Regions from separate parts of the Macaca mulatta genome. Here region 1 is linked to region 2. Evidence: chromatin contacts called from public Hi-C data. All regions are on one chromosome and are shown on one strand. Each heading gives the region's core, a stretch centred on a gene start, on an enhancer-like site or on the middle of the called end of the contact. The rest is flanking DNA. Distances are from core to core; before and after follow the strand shown. Region 1 overlaps SPSB4 (splA/ryanodine receptor domain and SOCS box containing 4). Region 2 holds the start of SLC25A36 (solute carrier family 25 member 36).

Region 1 (2,700 bases), core at 31-2,530, 150 kb after region 2:
GTCAGCTGGGGCTCAATGGTTTGCCCCGAGGCTGACACTTCTCATGGCCACCTTCTCTTCCTCCTCCAGCTCCCAGTCCTCTCCCGCCATGGCCCTCCTCACCTGACTGTGAGCCTGGTTGGTCTGTGCACCTCTGGCCTCCAGCACTGGGCCGGCGCAGAGCAGGTGGATGGGAACCTGGTGAATGAATGAGTCATTGCATTTGTGTCTGGCTGTTTCCAGATCTGCACTGGCTGCCATGGGACATCCGGGGGAGAGTCTCCGCTCCTGCCCTCTCCAGGTGACCATGGGGAGATGAGGCAGCTCCTTATCTCTGTCAGTCGCCTCGGAGGGAGCTGAGCTGGACAGCTTGTTGCATGCGCTTCTGTGCCCTGAACCCAGAGAATGGCTGGTGAGAGACTCAGGGAAGGCCTCTTAGAGGAGGTAATTTTTTAACGATGCCCTGAAGAAAACATGGGTTGGATATTGTGTTTACTCCTGGGCCTTTTTTTTAAACCACCCCCAAAAGTCCTGTAACAAAATGCTCTCAAGTGGAAACCGCCTTATTGCACCCTGAGGAGGAAGCTGGTTGCCTGCTAGACTGAGATGCTGGCTTATTTCTTGGCCTGAAGGTTTTCCCTTGTGCCCTGCCCGCTCCCCACCCCCAGTCCCCCACAGCCCCCCACCTGTGCCCCCTGGGAGCGGCCCTCAATCACTGTCTGGAGGGTTGGTGTACACATTCTCCAGCCCCCTCACGCTACCCCTTGTGTTGGCTCACCCTGTAGCTGGCTGAGGACAAGCCTTCCCGATGTCACTTGCCCACTATCCTGCCTGTGCTTCCCTTGTCTCCAAGACCTCATCCATTTTCTCTGTGGCTGCACTGCTCCTCCCAGAGAACATGGGAGATTTGGAAGTACCTTAGAGACCACTAGGGATGCATTGTATCATGTGAGAGAAAAGCCTCCACTGGCTGGCGGCGTATTCTGCTGCCAAACGGGGTGTGTCTCGTCCGTCCGTATTTGGGTTAGAGGCGGGGAAGAGGCCGAGGCAGGCCAGGGGTAGGGGTGAAGACCGCTTCAGCCACCGTGCAGCAGTATGCCTGTGTGCTAGGTGTGAGGGTGATGCCGCAGCCCTGCGCAGTCCCCGGAGAGTTGCTGTGCTGCCGAGACTGCGGAGGGCATGTTCAGGAAGGGATTTCCGGGCTACTCTGAGGCGGAAAATTTGAGACTATAAGCTCCTCAACAGCTGTGTCCTCTGTATTGTTTGGGTCGCTGCCTGGAGCACCATGGCTACGGAATGAATACAAATGCATAATGGAAGAGGCTGTCCTGGGGCGCAGAACAGACTTATTCATTCCCCACTCACCCACCTGCTCCCTTCCCGCCTCCCCTGAGACTTTGCTGGGACTTGGTGTTGTCAAAAGTCATATAAATCCTAATGTCATCTGGCTCTGTTGTCCCCCACTGCCCCGGACATCAGGCAGAAGAAGGGATTTTTTGCTTCTCTCTGTGAGAAGGATGGATGAGGAGGGCCTGTGCCCACCCAAACTTCCTGGGAAGCTGCCAGGACCTGGACCCATTGTGTCCTGTCCCCTCGGAACATTCTGGAAAATCTATCCCAGTGCTTTCTGCTTATGAGGCTGGGCCTGGGGCTAACCGGGGTGGAGCTGGCACTGTGGGCAGAGGTACTCTCCCAGGATGAGGGAGGCCCAGGGAGGAGATGTGGCAGAGATTATTGGAGATCTTGGATCCAGACTCAGTGGAGAGCCAGGAGACTCCTGAGAGCAAGTCTGGATTGGGACCCAAGGCCTGGATTTGGGCAAGAAGAGCACAGGTCTTCCTCATCCATCCTTCTTACAGCTAAACGTAAAAACTTCCTTCTTCTGCCTGATGTCTGTGGCCGTGGGGAACAACAGAACCAGATGACATTAGGGTTTATATGACTTTTGACAACACCAAGTCCCAGAAAACTCTCAGGGGAGCCAGGAAGGGTCCAGGTAGATAAGTGGGGGAAGAACAGAGGTAGGAATAATGCCTGAGGCAGAAAAACCGGAGGTACCTTCTGCGTCAGCCGAAAGCCTTTTTTATGCTTCCTTGTAGAAAAGGAGCCAAACCTAGAATGTGACAACCACCCAGGAGCACAAGGGGAAACATCTAAATAGCTGAATAACATGGCACATGAATGTAGTGACCAAAGGAGGTACATGACGTGTTAGACACTTGGGACCTCCTAAAACACAGGTTGTAGTAGGACCCTCACCTCCCATCATCTGGACCTTATACTTCTTTTGATGCAGCCTCTGTTAGTCTTAGCTAATTGAACAGCCAGCTCATATTGCCCTGTCTCAGAGAACTTGTGACTCTCTTTCATGGAACATATTGCCAGGCCAGCTCTCCCTGTCCTGCCAGCTGGATTGATCTCCAAGGCCTAAAAACAGGACTTTACAGGAATTCCTAATGGGTTCCATCTAACTGCACTATGACAGATTTCCTAGAGTATGGAGACCATTTGGGTTTCTAATTCCATATTCTTTGTGCTCTCTCTCTTTTTCCAGCATGTGCTGCTCACGTATTTGTTAACATCATAGTAAACATATTAAAGTATATAGCATCCTACATTAAACATAATGGATGTGTAACTAGGATCCAAGTTGCATGTGACTTCTTGACATAATGCTCTTTTTTTTGGTAGGTGTTTAATTAAAACATATTCATTTTAACT
Region 2 (2,825 bases), core at 78-2,577:
TCAATATATTGAAACATTTCTTTGAAGAATTGTAACAGGAGATCAAACATAGCTTTCCCAGTATGATCCTGAAGCCAAAGCACAATCAAAGCAATAGTTACCAAGAGGTGCAAGTGGTCCAGTCAAATCAAAAGTGGACTGGTCAAGAGCCGAAGTCAGAGTAGCAGCTTTTTGGGATGCTCAAGGTATTTTGCCTGTTGACTTTCTGGAGGGCCGAAGAACAATAACATCTGCTTATTACAGGAGAAAGTGAAGCAAAGCTTTAGCAGAAAAACACCTACGAAATCTTCACCCGAGAGTCCTTCTCCACCAGGACAATGTTCCTGCTCATTCCTCTTTAAATAAGGGCATTTTTCCGGGGATTTCGATGGGAAACTATTAGGTATCCATCTAACATTCCTGACCTGGCTCCTTCTGACATATTTTTGTTTTCTAATCGTGAAAAATCTGTAAATGGCACCCATTTTTCTTCAGTTAATAATGTAAAAAAGCCTGCGTTTTCATGATTAAATTCCCATAACCCTCAATTCTTTACAGATGGACTAAACAACTGGTATCATCACTTACCAAAGTGTTTTTAACTTGATGAAGCTTACGTTGAAAAACAAAGTTTGTATTTTTAAATTGTATATTTTAATTCCATTTTCCATGAACTTTTACTTTATTATTTAAAAAATAAACCCGAGTGTTTAAATTCTACTTGCCTTTTTTACTTATTACACACCTCGGGAGATTTTTTGCCATATGGAATCACCTCATCCCTTGTCACGATTACATAATATTCCATAGTAGGAATGTTCCGTGATTTATTTCATTCCCCCACTGATTTCAATTTTCTGCTACTACAAGCATTGTTCATAATTCTGTACTGTTTGAGAGCCTGTACAGGAGTATCCATGCACAAACCTTTTTATGCATTGTGCGAAATGTTACTCTGAGATAGACCTATCACCAAGGGAATTGCTGGGTCATAAATCCAATTTTTTCAAAGTAATACTCTTGTGAACCCGGAACCAAGGCGATTTTTCCAGCCCCGCCAGTTCCCTGTTCAGGAGAGCGCAGCCGTGATTGTCGCGTTCATTCCAGGTCTCTCGCCCCAGGCCTCAGGTGCGAGAGGCGCGGTGACCTACCACCCCGTGGGCACGCGCTCTGGCCACGCCTCGTGGCCCCTTTCATTGAGAGAGCCCACAGGGATCACGTGAAAGAGCCCTGCAGAGTGCTTGACGTCACGACGCTCAGACCAATGGGAGCCTCTGTTTATGTCGGGGGCCATCAAATAGTCATCTTCCCCCTACCATCCCCCGCCCACCCTCTGTCGCGCTGCGCCGGGTCTCTCTCAGCCTTCGGTGGAGGGCGGCGCGCTTAGGCAGGCGGCGGGGCGGCTAGAGTGCCGCGGGGAGGGCTGTGCCGGGTTGCTTTCTGCAGCCGCGTCTCGGCCAGCTCTCCTCGCTGTCCCCGGGGCGCTGTGCGTCTCCAGTCCGGGACCGAAGCCGCCTGCCGTAGCGGGCGGCCAGATCCGCGTCCCGCCTCAGCGCCCGAAGGACATGCGGGAGAGAGAATGAGCCAGAGGGACACGCTAGTGCATCTGTTTGCCGGGGGGTACGGTCCTGGCGGGGCGTGCGCACTGGGGCTGAGGGTGCTGGGGCCGAAGACGCAGGCGAGAGGGGCGAAGGGGGGTGAAGGGGGACGAGGGGGGGCGGGGGTGAGGCCTGGGCGGGTAGCAGCCACGGGCCCGCGGGTGAGGGGAGAGACCCAGCCCGTGGGTGGCGTAGGGGGTTTCGGTTCGGGGAAGCAAGGGGGTGAGGCCCGGGCCCGAGAGCGAGAGAGGCCCAGGCAGACAAGGTTGAGGGTTTCATAACCCGGGCCGGGAGTGAGGTTTGGGCCCGCGGGGCCTGGAGTGAGGCGGAGGCCGAGTTCAAGCGTCTCAGGAGACGCCGGCGAGAACTGGGGTCGGCGCTTGATTACCCGACCGCCTCTGGACCCGGCTGCACGCCGCAGTCTAGCGGGTGTCGGGGATGCAGGGCCGCTTTGAGTAGCCTGGCTCCGGATTTCGCGTAGGTTGCATGGCCCAAGGGGACGGGGCGGAAAGTGCGGAGGCTGAGGACAAAATGGGCGCCGGAGCCTCCTTCAGCCTTCGCTCCTTGCCGCGCGCTTGGGCCTCCGCACGTCACTCACGCCCCACCTCGGACCTCGGGCAGCTCATTTCCGGGCTCGGCTTTGCAGGGTGGGTGGTAAGGGAGCTACGGGATCCAGCGGGGAAGGCGTTGGTATTCTCCCGTGGTTGCTGTAGGGTGTTTCTAGGCCTTGGAAAATTTCTTGCCCGAGCTTTTCGAGGTGGTGAATGGGGTGCAAAGCTTTGGAGTACTTTTGGGGTCAGATTCCTTTCGAGAAAACCACCCCTCTTGTACACCGTCTGCTTTTCTGCTGCTTAGGAGAAAGTAGGAGTGGAGAGAGGTCAGATTTTTTGAAGATAGTGTTAATAGTTACTATGTGTGTGCAAGATTAGGACTAAGCCCAAAGTCTTAGTTCCCTGATTGCCAACATGAGTATTAGAGCTGCCAATTTAGCCTCCTGTTTAGATTTGTTTCTTCTAAATCATTTGGAGAATCATAGCAATTTTAAGAGTTACTTATTTGGAGGATTATAAAGAGTTTTTTTAAATCAAAAATGGCTTCGGTGATTTATGCTGAGACTGTTACTGGCATCTTCTTGAATACTACAGTTTTTAGATCCACCACTTTTGAGATTATGAAAGAAATATACATGCAGTTCTGTTCACGGTGTCTTGCTTTGAGTTGGACATACGGACTCTATTGAGCCAATGA

The links. A called contact is a pair of places that touch in the nucleus more often than the background predicts.
Region 1: a contact with region 2 is called in a Hi-C map of fetal cortex germinal zone, with 2.5 times the contacts expected there. The contact joins the enhancer-like site here to the promoter of SLC25A36 in region 2. A contact is called at or near these places in 2 of 14 Hi-C or Micro-C datasets (fetal cortex germinal zone and fetal cortical plate).

The regions. Positions count from the first base shown.
Region 1 is chr2:44,090,386-44,093,085 of T2T-MMU8v2.0, forward strand. All of the region lies in intron 2 of SPSB4 (splA/ryanodine receptor domain and SOCS box containing 4), which reads left to right. Among named protein-coding and RNA genes, the nearest start is that of SPSB4, 44 kb to the left of the region's middle. Within about 2 kb of position 1,281, at least 14 of the 40 cell types and tissues checked have an H3K27ac peak or open chromatin away from gene starts, as enhancers often do. A contact at or near this core is called in fetal cortex germinal zone and fetal cortical plate, where this site is marked.
Region 2 is chr2:43,941,170-43,943,994 of T2T-MMU8v2.0, forward strand. It overlaps SLC25A36 (solute carrier family 25 member 36), which reads left to right and starts at 1,328. Exons shown (of 7, transcript XM_015132003.3): 1 at 1,328-1,599. The coding sequence starts at 1,559.